2 separate regions of the Mus musculus genome follow, and region 1 is linked to region 2. The links are chromatin contacts, called in public promoter capture Hi-C maps. All regions are on one chromosome and are shown on one strand. Each heading gives the region's core, a stretch centred on a gene start, on an enhancer-like site or on the middle of the called end of the contact. The rest is flanking DNA. Distances are from core to core; before and after follow the strand shown. Region 1 holds the start of Col6a3 (collagen, type VI, alpha 3). Region 2 holds the start of 4933400F21Rik (RIKEN cDNA 4933400F21 gene).

Region 1 (5,846 bases), core at 233-2,732, 1.2 Mb after region 2:
TGACAGCACTGGAATCTTCTAGCCCAGAATCACCCAGGAAAGAAGTCAAAAAGTCCCAGTAGTGGAAGCTACAGCAATCAGTTGGTCCCATATTGTTTTTGTTAAAAGCAATATGATTTTTATTTTAAAGTCTTTTCCACATTTCAGCTTGCTCTGGGAAGCTGGGAACTGTCCTCAGGTCCCATGAATCCCCTTGAAGCTCTGAGACTCTGGGGTTTTCATCTGGAGTCAGCTCGGGGTAGGGAGAGAAATGACTTCTCTAGGGTGTAGTGTGCCCACTGGTGCTCATACAACTTGTTCTTGAAGTCCACACCAGTCCCTAAGTTTGCCTGGGCTTTTGTGAAATTCATTTTTCTTAGCCTTTCTCCAGTACTCCAATGAACCCTTCCCATTGGCCCCACCCTTGCATTGATCCCATGGTAGCTTGAAATAGATCCCCAAATGGGCTGGCAACCATCCAGGAACTCTCTTCCATCCTCAGTGAGAGAGGGCCTGAACCCCACCCAGCATCCTCATGGCCAGGGAATAGCCCTTGGGCCTCCCAACTTGGCACAGGCCTCTCATCTGGACAACCCACGGCAGCCCAGTCCCGAGCTTTGCCTTATCCACTGGGGAAGTTGCTCTAGTATCACATTGCGCATGCTTTAGGCCTGCAGTTCCCTTAAGCATCCTCAAAGGACAAATCCTACAACAGTGACTTCAGATACCTAAAATGATGAAGCAGCAGCCTTGATGGCCATGGCTAAGCAGCTCCGGCCCAGCCCTGCAACTGGCACCAGTATCTCTCCAAACTCGGAAGACAGCAGTTTGCCTGACCAGCCTCTCTGCACTTAAGAGTATACCCCTACCCATGACCCTTGGAGAACCCAAAGAGATGAGCTCTCTCTGGGGTCCACTCTGCAGGTTGCCCTATGCTCCCATCAGATGCCTCTGCAAACAAAGCAGCTGGTCTGGGGAAGGAGAAGCGACTTTTAACAAGCCAGCTGGAGGAGAGCACCAGTCAGAAGTGCATAGCATGCAGGCAGGGACACACAGGACACTCCCCGCAGCAGCAAACCTAGACACAATCGGACAATCCGTGACCTTCAGCAGGTTAAAGAAACCCTTGTGCCACAAAGGAAAGAAAGAGCAGCAGACTCCTAAAGTATGTCCAGAAAACTGAGTGACGGGGTGATCGTAAGAGCCACTAACTCACTTCTGATTGAAGTGTTTCCCTCATGCCACAGAGGAAACGAATAAGCAAAAACTCACACTTACCCTGAGCGGACCTGAAGACGCGTGTCCCTGGGCTTCTAAACTCAATCACGCTTCACCAGGATGCATAGTGTTCTCTCTTGCTAAGTCTCCTTTTCTTCCTGCAACCCTTCTCCACCAAGGAACAGAGGATCCAGGATCAGAAGACACAGTCTCCTCTTGCAATCCTCGCTGGAAGCTGGAGCCTAGAGAACTGAGCAGCCTTTGGGGAAAGGCTGAACTCCAAACTGGACAGGGTCCAGGGGTACAGTCAGGGCTTCCTCCTGCTCCTCCTCTCGCTCCCGCCTCTCTCTCCCTCCTCCCCTGCCTTCTTCTCCTCCTCCTTCTCCTTCCTTCCTCCAAACCCCTCTTCTCCCCTCCCTGCCATAGGACAGACCCAAACTGTAAATGAAAACCAGACCTGGGGCTCTGTTGCTTCTGGCCTGCTCTGCAAGCTGATGTCACCTATGAAGGCCGTCTTTGCCTTACAAGCATTTAGCTGGACTCCTGCAAACTCCAGCTCTAAGAAGGGGGGTGGGGGGAGGAAATGGACCATGAGCTAGAAGGAATTAGATTTTTCAGTCATTGGTTACTGAGGTAAGACTAAAGTGTGGTAAAGATGAGACCCGAAAGAGTCGGGGAAACAGCTTTAGCCCCATGGTTCTTGACCTTTCTAGGGCTGCGACTCTTTAATGCATGCTGTGCTGACCCCCAACCATAAAATTACTTCATTGCCACTTCATACCTGCAATTTTGCTACTGTCACGAATCATAATGTTATGAATTGGATATTCGACCCCCATCAGGGTCACAACCCACAGACTGACTGCCAGAGGCCATAAAATGTTTAATGCCTGAGCAAGAGGACCTGAGGTCTGTCCCCAAAATACACATTAGAAATTTAAAAAAAGAAAAAGCCAATGTGGTGTCAAACCATCACTGGGAAGGCAGAGAAAGGCAGATCCCTGGGTCTTACTGTCAGTGAATTTAGCTGAATCAGTAAGTACCAAATAAAGACAGAGAGAACCTATCTCAACAAGAAAGAAGGAAGGGAAGGAGGGAGAGAAGGAGAGAGGAAGGGAAAGAAGAACAGAGAAGAGGAGAGGAGAAGCGAGGAGAGGAGAGGAGAGGAGAGGAGAGGAGAGGAGAGGAGAGGAGAGGAGAGGAGAAAGATGGAGGGGCTGAAGAGATGGCTCAGTGGCTGCTCTTGCAGAGGACCTAGGTTCAGTTCCCAGTACCCACATGGGAGCTCACAACCATCTAGGTCCAGGGGATCTGACACCCCCATCAGACCTCCAAGCCCACAAGGCACATACGGTATACAGACATAAATGCAGACAAAGCACTCATACACATAAAGTAAAAAAAATTAAATAGTTTAAATGCACTTCAATAGCTACAAAAAAATTAATGAATTTGCCACTTCTACCCATCACCTTTTAGGCCAGGCCTCTGCAGGAAAAAGAATGAGTTTTGGAATTTCTCCGTGGGTATCCATGGTTTTCAACCACCATCAGAAAGAAAAACAGGAAATGCAATCTCCCCCCCTCCACCCTCACCACACCCTCCCATTTCTTCTTGAAGTTTCTGAACTGAGACCTCGCTTAATAATCTCTCTTTTCAAATATCAAACCCAGCAATTAGCGTCGTCTCCTTGGCTTGCCGCTAACCAGAGTTCTGTTTGCCAGCGCGAAAGGCAAGAGGGCAAGAGTTCTATACATAATGATCCTGATTGTGAGGTCTCCTTCTGGGCGCACACTGGGGTGGGGGCGGTTTTCTGGCTCAGACTCCTACAGAAACTCTCCAGTGGGAACACGGGTTTCTACAGAGCTTTGTACCTTTCAAAGCACTTTAAAGTACATCTCTCAAAAACCTCAAGGACCTCCCCAACCTGAAACCCTTTCATACTGGAAAGAGGGGTACACTTGGGTGCCAGAGAAGAACACGGGTTCCTGCTGTGTCCTTCTCTACTTTATTCCCTTGAGACAGGCCTCTCACTGAACCTGGAGCTCAGCTGTCAGCTGCCAAGCTTTGGCAATCCAATCCTGTCTCTATCCATCCAGCCACACACACACACACACACACACACACACACACACACACACACACACACACACACAGCTGAGGCTGCAGGTGCACACTTGGCCACACCTAGTTTCTTAAGTGGGGGCTGGGTATTCAAACCCAGGTCCTGATACTGACATACCGAGTGCATACCGAGTGCTCTCCACTCCACCATCTCTCCAGACCCCATGAGAATTTAGGTAACTTGAAATTATGCTCCTGTTTTGAAGGTGAGTAAAGTCACATCCCAAGAGGACAGGTGACACTGTTATGATACCCACTGAGTTAGTAGCAGAACTCGGGTCAGAGCCCCTACGTTTCTCACCACTCAGCCATCCAGTGGCTCACATGAAAAGTTAGATGTCACAAAACATCGGGAGCTATCTGTATTTTACTAGGAGATCCCATCGAAGCCATGTGCAGAAAGCGAGATCACTAACTCCTTCCATGTGTTACCTCCTTCTGATAGAGGGGAGACAGGAAGGCAACACCCCAGAGAGAATCTCAACCCTACATCTCCATGGCTTCCTAATGCTCTGCTGCTGAGAATGCACTTGCTGGGTGTGAGGTGGGCAATGGGCATGCAGACCTGAATGGGCAGAGGGTGGGGAGGGGGTTTCCTCATCCACCTCCTTTAAGTAAAAACTGGAGCAGAGGTTCTAGGCATTAAACCATGCTCTTCATGTGACATGGGGGGGGGGACAGCATTCTCTTTGTCACATGCTCACACCCCAGTCCTCTCTGTACCATGCAGTCATGGGTCCTGGCCTCACAGAACACCAAGGTGCTTGCTGCCTCTCCCTTGTGTGGAGTTCAAGATTAGCACTAGGGAGAACCATCTAGCCCATGGCTTGCCTCTGCTACAGATAGACAACTTTTAATGACAGCTGAATACTGTGAGCAGCTCACCCCACTGAGATCAACTGAACCAGCACTTTGCACAGGGTCCCACCGGTGGTTCTCTCTGTCAAGTCCAAATGCAACTGTGCTTTTTCAAAACAGCTACTTCCTTGCTCATTATTAGACGGGTGCTAGGCCAGCTATGATGAGGAGCAAAGAAGAAAATGCCTTTGCACAGCAAGGACTTAAACTCTTTATAACGTAATGGTTACCATGATCTAGATTCCCCCATCCCACCTCACATGTGACTGCAGAGCCTTCTGGAACCTGGCGGCACCCCGTGACAAATCTTCCTTGTACTGGGAAGGCGATTCCACCCTTATGTCTTTCTTTCCCAACCACCCATATTTGGTATTCTACTCTACCACTTGATTCCAGGGGAGACCCCTGTTGCCTTCCCTGACAAGGAGTTAGTAGACCCATCTCTAAGGCTCCCTTGTGCTCAGGAGCTGGGTGGGGCCTAGGTGCACCTCAGACACATTACTGATCGCTGGACTGCTGCACAAAGGTAAACCCGGGACACTGGTGACCACTCTGATTGGCCTTGTTTCTACAGACCAGTGTCATTTAGCAGATGCTCTGGGCGCCCCTCCCAGTGTCCTCCATAGTAAAGGAGGTGTCTACTGGTTTACACCCATACTCTTTTTGGGGACACTGTCTGTAGATTCTAGGAGGTGCACATTCTAAAGATACCATGGGTGAAGTAGCCACAATACTAGCAAGGCCTCCAGTGAAGGGAGACCCTGTCTAATCTCACCTCCTGAGTGCAGATGGAACCTGAATCTTGATCAGCATCACTTGCACCTGACAAGGACAGTGGGTCCCTCACTGAAGTCACTGTATAAAGTGGTGGCGAGACAATCATTCCATCTGTCGCCATTTCAGAGGGCTCTGTCTCTCCTTAGCTTCTCTGGCCTGAATGTTTCTCTGTGTCCTTTCAAAATTCATGTGGTGGACTCCTAAGTCCCTAGGCGATTTTATTTGTCCCATGAGCTTATTAAGTCAGCTTTAAAACAGTACCAACAGCAGAATTACACATGAGAGGCTGAGAACATGGTAGTTGTTACTCTGTGCTTGAGGCTGGGTTCTTGAGCAGTCAGAGCAGACCCACAATGCCTGCCTCTCACAGGTTACCTGACAATTAGTTGTTACTTGGTCCATGAAGCTTGGTACATCAGCAGTCCTAATCAGGTGTCAAAAGCCAGCAAGGTTCCTAGAGAGCCGCTAGTTGCTAGTTCACAAGAAAACTGGTTCTGCTATCAGCAGAGGACTCGGTGGCATCAACAACAGGGTGAGTTGACTCTGCAGCTGGATGAAGGCAACAAAAGCACAAGGAGAGATGGTTTTCTGTCTACCATCCCAGTTTTTCTGGACTGATTGCAGAAGGTACCCCTGATGATCAGGGTGGGCCTTCCCACATCAATAATGAAACCTAGACACTTCTTTCCGAGCAGCTTCCTAGTCAGGTGACTCTAGTTTATGGCAAGTTGACATTAAACCAACTGTAATAAGTCCTTTGGGAAGTTTAGACCCTGAGAGTGGAGTCCTCATTCAAAACTCCATCTGTGGTCCAGGATGCAGACCTCACTGAACATCAAGGCTGTTGGGTTTCTGTCTCCCAGAACTGTGGAAGTGGAAACTTTTGTCAC
Region 2 (5,624 bases), core at 88-2,587:
TTTTCAGATAACGTAGAAGGCTCTCCACTTAATAAGAGAGTTCGGCAGGAAGTCCCACTTGGCCTTGAGGGATGCAAGAAGCAAGGGACATGTACAGCCCTGGGCTTCTGATGATCATGGCTTGCACAGCTTCCCAGTGCAGAGGAGAGGAAATGCATGGGTTTTCAGATTGGGACGACACGGTTGTAAACATGAGATGTTACAAATAGGGCTTTTGCCTTCTGTAAGCATCTCATGTTTGAAGATAATTTCTAGTATTTCCCCTGGAATTGCTAACTATTTTTTCAGGGGTTTCCGTGAATCTGGTTCTCCACCAAGACCCATCATCACGTGCATGCTGGGATTCGGGGTTTAGGCTGAAGGTCTGACACAGGAGACAAGGACTGGCAGGGCACCTCCAAGGTGATGGCTGTATATACTTGGTATTTCTCTGCATATTTCTGCACTCTAATGAGTATTTTTCCTAATACTTGTACTAATAATTTTTAATGGCTCACAATGACTAGGTGACATTTTGATACATTAATGAACCTTATCAATGACTTTTGAAAGTTCTTCATGTGTGAGGTACTTTGTCATATATTACTTTGCCGTACATGGTTCCTGAAGGGAGGAGAGGGGACATGGACATGGACTCCAGCCTACATGTGCTCTGAAATATACATGGCAAGTATCGTCCTGAATTATGTCTTGTGCCCTAAGCTCTACTTCAAGGTTTATCACAAAGGTTTATCTGCTGATGGAAGCTTCTCATGGTCCAGGAAGGTAAGCCCGGCAGGTTTCTATGTGGCAGTGAACTTTCTAGAGGGCTTACTGAGACTGCTAAACAACCTGCTGAAATGGTGCTTTTGTACAGAAAGGTGGTCTGATAGAATTATTACAGATCCTTGGAAGGAGGAAGAATGTTGGTAGTGATCTTGACCTTTAGATTCCTGTGATGGGTATTTGCTAGTTGTTCTCAGGTTTCTGGGAAATGGGTGTTTCTTGGGCACTGGCAGCGACTGAGTTCCCAGAACAGCAAAGTAGCTGACCTGTGTTGCTGACATGTTCCAGGGCCATGCCATGCCAGCCCCACCCCCGTCCCCCACCCCCACCCTTACCTCCACCCCCACCCCAACCACGGTATGCAGACCTTGAGGTCAGGAATCCAGTAGTAATCCTCCTGTCACTGGTCTATCCAGAGCTCCCAGAGCAGACCCCAGGCTTAACCTAGGACGGGGGAGTCTGTCCTCATAGCCATCTTTAAGAAGTGAAGATTGACTGCACTCTCAGAGCCACAGAGCTTGGGATTGGCAGTGCTGTAGCCCTAAAGCTTTCAGTGGGAAGCCCATGTTGTTTGTGTTCTAGAAGGTTTGCAGAAAATGCTTAGAGAGAGGTGTCCAAGGAGACAGTGCATACGCTACATTCTAAGATGGGCTTTGTCGGTGGGGGGTGTGGGGGTTTGACTTCTGCTACCTCTGGTGTTCCTAGATCCCACAGACCTGAGACACTGCTTTACAGTCTGAGACGATCAAAGGGTCCTACCCCCTTGGGACACATCTTCTAGACCCAGACCCCACCCTCAAGTCCACCTCCCCACAAGATTTTTGATTCTCAGTGTTAAGGACCACTGTGCCTTCCTGCCTGGCACAGGGGCTAATCAGAGACCAAGTCTTCTAACGTTCCTGTAGCCTTCTTTTCTACAGCCAGACTCTGGGTGGTTGGAGGTGGCGTGCCACCAGGACTTTTCCAATGACTGAAATTCTTGTTTGTTCCATGATGGGCTGCAGGCAGAGCCTGTGCTGTGGTAGTTACTGGAATCAACAGAATCAGCCCAGCTGCCCTTGTCTTGGTAGTGAGGCACGTCAGTCATTTCTGCAGATAACTGGAGCATATGCCCTCTGTTGAAGCTTGTCTTTTGCTGCCTTGAGTATGGTGGACAACAATGTCACCCCAGTCTGCAAGGGCAAATGTGTCCTCCGAATGGAGGCTCCATGGCACTTTAGTCAAGCTCAAGAATAAGAACATAGGGACTCCCTCCTATGCACTGAACTTTGATGGCAATTGTATATTGAAAATACTGTGAGTCAGAAATGCACTTAATGGCTCTAGCCCAAGGGTACACAACAGATTGGGGGTGGCTGCTGCTGTTGTGATCGTGGGTCTGATGGGGGGCTGTACTCACTGGTATCGCCCATTGTCCCAAGATACGTGAAACCTCATCCCTAGCCCAGGAAAAAATACCAAAAGCATTCAGACTAGTGATCTGGATGTGAAGGCTCTGTGACTACAATGTCTGTCACCTCATTGATGGACAGGGTCAGTTTGTCTATCTGGCCATCTAGGTGGGTGTCTCCCTGTTCCTTGCACACTGTGTGTGTTTTCTTCCCCAGACAGCATCCTTGATTGAAGAGAAAATCTTCCTCCATATTAGAAGACCCTTCTTGGACAAAGACTTACCAATAACTGTCACTCCTGCTGCAAACTCTAGGAACAAGCTCCCAAGGTGCCATTTCTATTGAGCATGCACCATGTTTATTCTAGAATAGACCTGAATGCTTTGATTTGAGCTGTTGCAGGTTGGGGGGGGGCATCTACAGGGTCCAGTGGAGGGCTATTGGGATTAAAACAGAGAAAGAACATGAAGACAGATGGATTGGGACCACTGAAGATATAGATGTGGAAGAACTTGCCTCTATATAGGAGTCCCCATGACAGTAGGTGGGCTAACCCAAAATCATCATGGCTGCCCTTGATTCTCAGTGTACTTATCAGTAAGTCTGTCATATTTAAAGGGCCACTTAAGTATTTACCGTGCTGAGGCTTTCTTTGCTCTGTGGTAATCTCCGAGAGTCTCTTGTGTTTGTCCACAGTGGCACTGTCCCTCCCCAGGTCAAAGCAAGCCTGGTGCAGGAAGGCTTTGGACTGAATGATTTGCTGTTTTCCTTCTATAACATTATTCCGTCAGCTGTCTGGTAACCCAAAAAAACTTCAGATAAAGTTTGTTCTTTCCTCGACAAACAGCAGGTTTTGGAGGAAGCCATCATGGGCTGAAGAATCCAGTGTGGGATCTCATGGGCTTCTGTGGGCTCAGAATTTTTTCTGAGAGAAGTGGTCTTGGAGGATGCGGGGTTCTTTGAGTAAGTTGAGGAAGGTCTGTCACCATTGTCCTAGTGAGTATTTCCCAAACATGTCTTATGGTGGGAAGATTCTGAGAACATACTCACAGGGCTTCCAGTACCAGGGTCCCCACTTGATGATATACTTCATACAAATTGTGGTCACACAAGACTCAACATTGTCCAGACTCCACTCCACATGAGGGCTGACTCCTGGTATAGTGCATTGTATAGGTTTGGACAAACATATACCAAGAGTATGCACTAACACTGTATCATCGTTCCAAGTAATTACAATGTGGTATGCCTCAAAGGTTCTGGAACCTTCTACCTATTCAGTCCTCTCTCCTCCGTTCCCAGGTCCCACTGGTCATTTGCCTTTTGCAAAACACAGTATCATATAGTTGGGATCTTACTAGTCACCTTTTAAGATGCTATGCTGGTTAGCTTTCATTTTCAACTGACATAACCTGAAGTCAAGTGGGAAGAGTTTAGTGAGGGATTGTGTACACTGGGTTGGCCTGTGGATATGTGTATGAAGTTTGTCTTAAGTTGATTGGTGTAAGAAAGTGTGCCCACTGTGGGTGGCATCATTCCCTAGGAAGGCAATCCTGGGTAGGGATAACAGCTGAAGCCATTCACATAAGCAAGCAGGAAAGCAGGAAAGATTCCTTTCTCTCTGCTCTTGACAAGATGTAATGTGAGTAGCTGCTTGGCGTTCTTGTCCTGATTTTCCCACAGTGGTGGACTGTAATGTGGAACTGTGAGCCAAAATTAACCCATTTATCCAGTGAGTTGCCTTTTTCTAAGAGCATTTAATCATAGCCTCAGAAATTAATCTAGGACACACAGCATTCACACACACACACAAACACACACTTACTTAAAAGTTCTTTCACCTCTTAAGATGGTTGGAGTGAGCATGTCTTTTTCTCCTTAATGCTTGTTAACACACTGTAGTCAGAGTCTGCCACAAGTGTCCATGTGCCTTGTAGAAGGGCCTCTAGGGTTCTACATTTGGACAGTGGTGATTAATGCAAATTTCCAGCGTCTCCATCCACAGTTTTCTGTGGTTCTTCATTCTCAGTACATCTGCATGACTACCAAGGAGCCTGACTGCCAGGTTGTATGGGGAAAGAGTTTCAGTTTTGTAAGAAACTGTCAAACTGTGTTCCAGAGTGGCCGCACTATCCTGAGTTTCCCTCACAAAGGCACAGATTCCTGTTGTCCTGCTTTCTTGTCAGCACTTGTCAGGTTCAGACCTGGCACTTGTCTCAGCTGCACAGCTGTGCCTTGTTTAAGTGTGGATTCCCAGTGGTGTAGAGTGCTGAGCATCCAAGGCCGGCTTCCTCGCCTTTGCATGCTCTTTGGTGGGGTCTCTGTTCCAGTCTGGTGCCCATTTGGAATTTGAGTTGTTTGCTCTGCTACTGATTCTCGTCATCTGTGGTATGTTTTGGGTGATGTGTCCTCATGGCTGTGTCATCTGTAAGCACCTCCCCTGGTCTGTGGCTGCTGGGCTCTTTCCCACAGCCAGTGATCCTCCACGTGGACATTTACAGATGTCCCCTTTCATTCCAATCTCAGGCTGGCTCAGTTTGGTCTGTAATATTTTACCACCACTTTTCCTTACTGTTTAGTGGAGGAGTCAGTGGCAGCCATTTTTATGATGTTTTAAAACTTTGTGAGTGAGTGCTTCCTCAACTCTTGATGGTTGAATTTCCCAGGACCTCAGAGTGGGTGACACGTGCCATAAATTACATATTACAGGTGTTTAAAGTTAATTCCAGTTGATGAGCATTCAGGAATGTACAACATTCATCATATATAACCATGCTACCTTTCCTGGGTCAGTGCTAATCTCTGTAATTGGCAGTGAACAGAGTATACTGACTTCTCTTTTTGCTGACTGGAGAGACCATGTGCACACCAGCTCTGCTGGGCCCTGGGGAGGGGCACAGCCTGTGGACAGGAAAGCAGGTGGTCATCTGTAAAAATACTGTGGGTGGATGGTTAGGTATTAAGAGCTGGAGGAGAGAGGAGAGATTCTAGGAGAAGGTAACTCTCCTCCTCTTGCCCGGGCAAAGGGCAGCTGATTCCCATATTACCAATACCTCTGAGCTTACATGACGAAGAGATGAGACCCGGAGCAGCTGATGCTTAGGTGGATCACAGGAATGACATGGTAGGTGGCTTTAAGACAGTCAGTGGCAGGGTGGGGCCAGCAAGCAGGCTTCTGGGTGCAGGGTGAGCCGTGTTTCGGCACTGAGGGAACACCAAGGGCCTGTTCATTCTCCATTAAACCTAGCTTCTCCTCAAAGTACTCCCTGCTGCCATCCTCTGACGTCTACACCACAGTAAGTCCTGTTCCAGGCATGAGGTCTTGGTTCCTGAAACAGCGAATGAACAGTAGTGGATGTCGAAGTGCACTTTGCAAGTGCGACACCCGGCAAGGCACACCAGTTACATCCCATGCATTTCTCTGCCAGTGTTCTAGTGGCTCTCCTGTGGGTTACTAGTTCAGTGTCC

Evidence for each region. Promoter capture Hi-C pulls out the DNA fragments that hold promoters and counts their contacts.
Region 1: a contact with region 2 is called in a promoter capture Hi-C map of hippocampal neurons, with 5 times the contacts expected there. The contact joins the promoter of Col6a3 here to the promoter of 4933400F21Rik in region 2. A contact is called at or near these places in 1 of 39 promoter capture datasets (hippocampal neurons) and 1 of 9 other capture datasets (embryonic stem cells).

What each region holds. Positions count from the first base shown.
Region 1 is chr1:90,842,489-90,848,334 of GRCm38.p6, forward strand. Col6a3 (collagen, type VI, alpha 3) reads right to left here and starts at 1,483. Exons shown (of 44, transcript NM_001243008.1): 1 at 1,258-1,483.
Region 2 is chr1:89,682,555-89,688,178 of GRCm38.p6, forward strand. It overlaps 4933400F21Rik (RIKEN cDNA 4933400F21 gene), which reads right to left and starts at 1,338. Exons shown (of 4, transcript NR_015540.1): 1 at 1,133-1,338. The region is part of intron 9 of Agap1 (ArfGAP with GTPase domain, ankyrin repeat and PH domain 1); the gene reads left to right.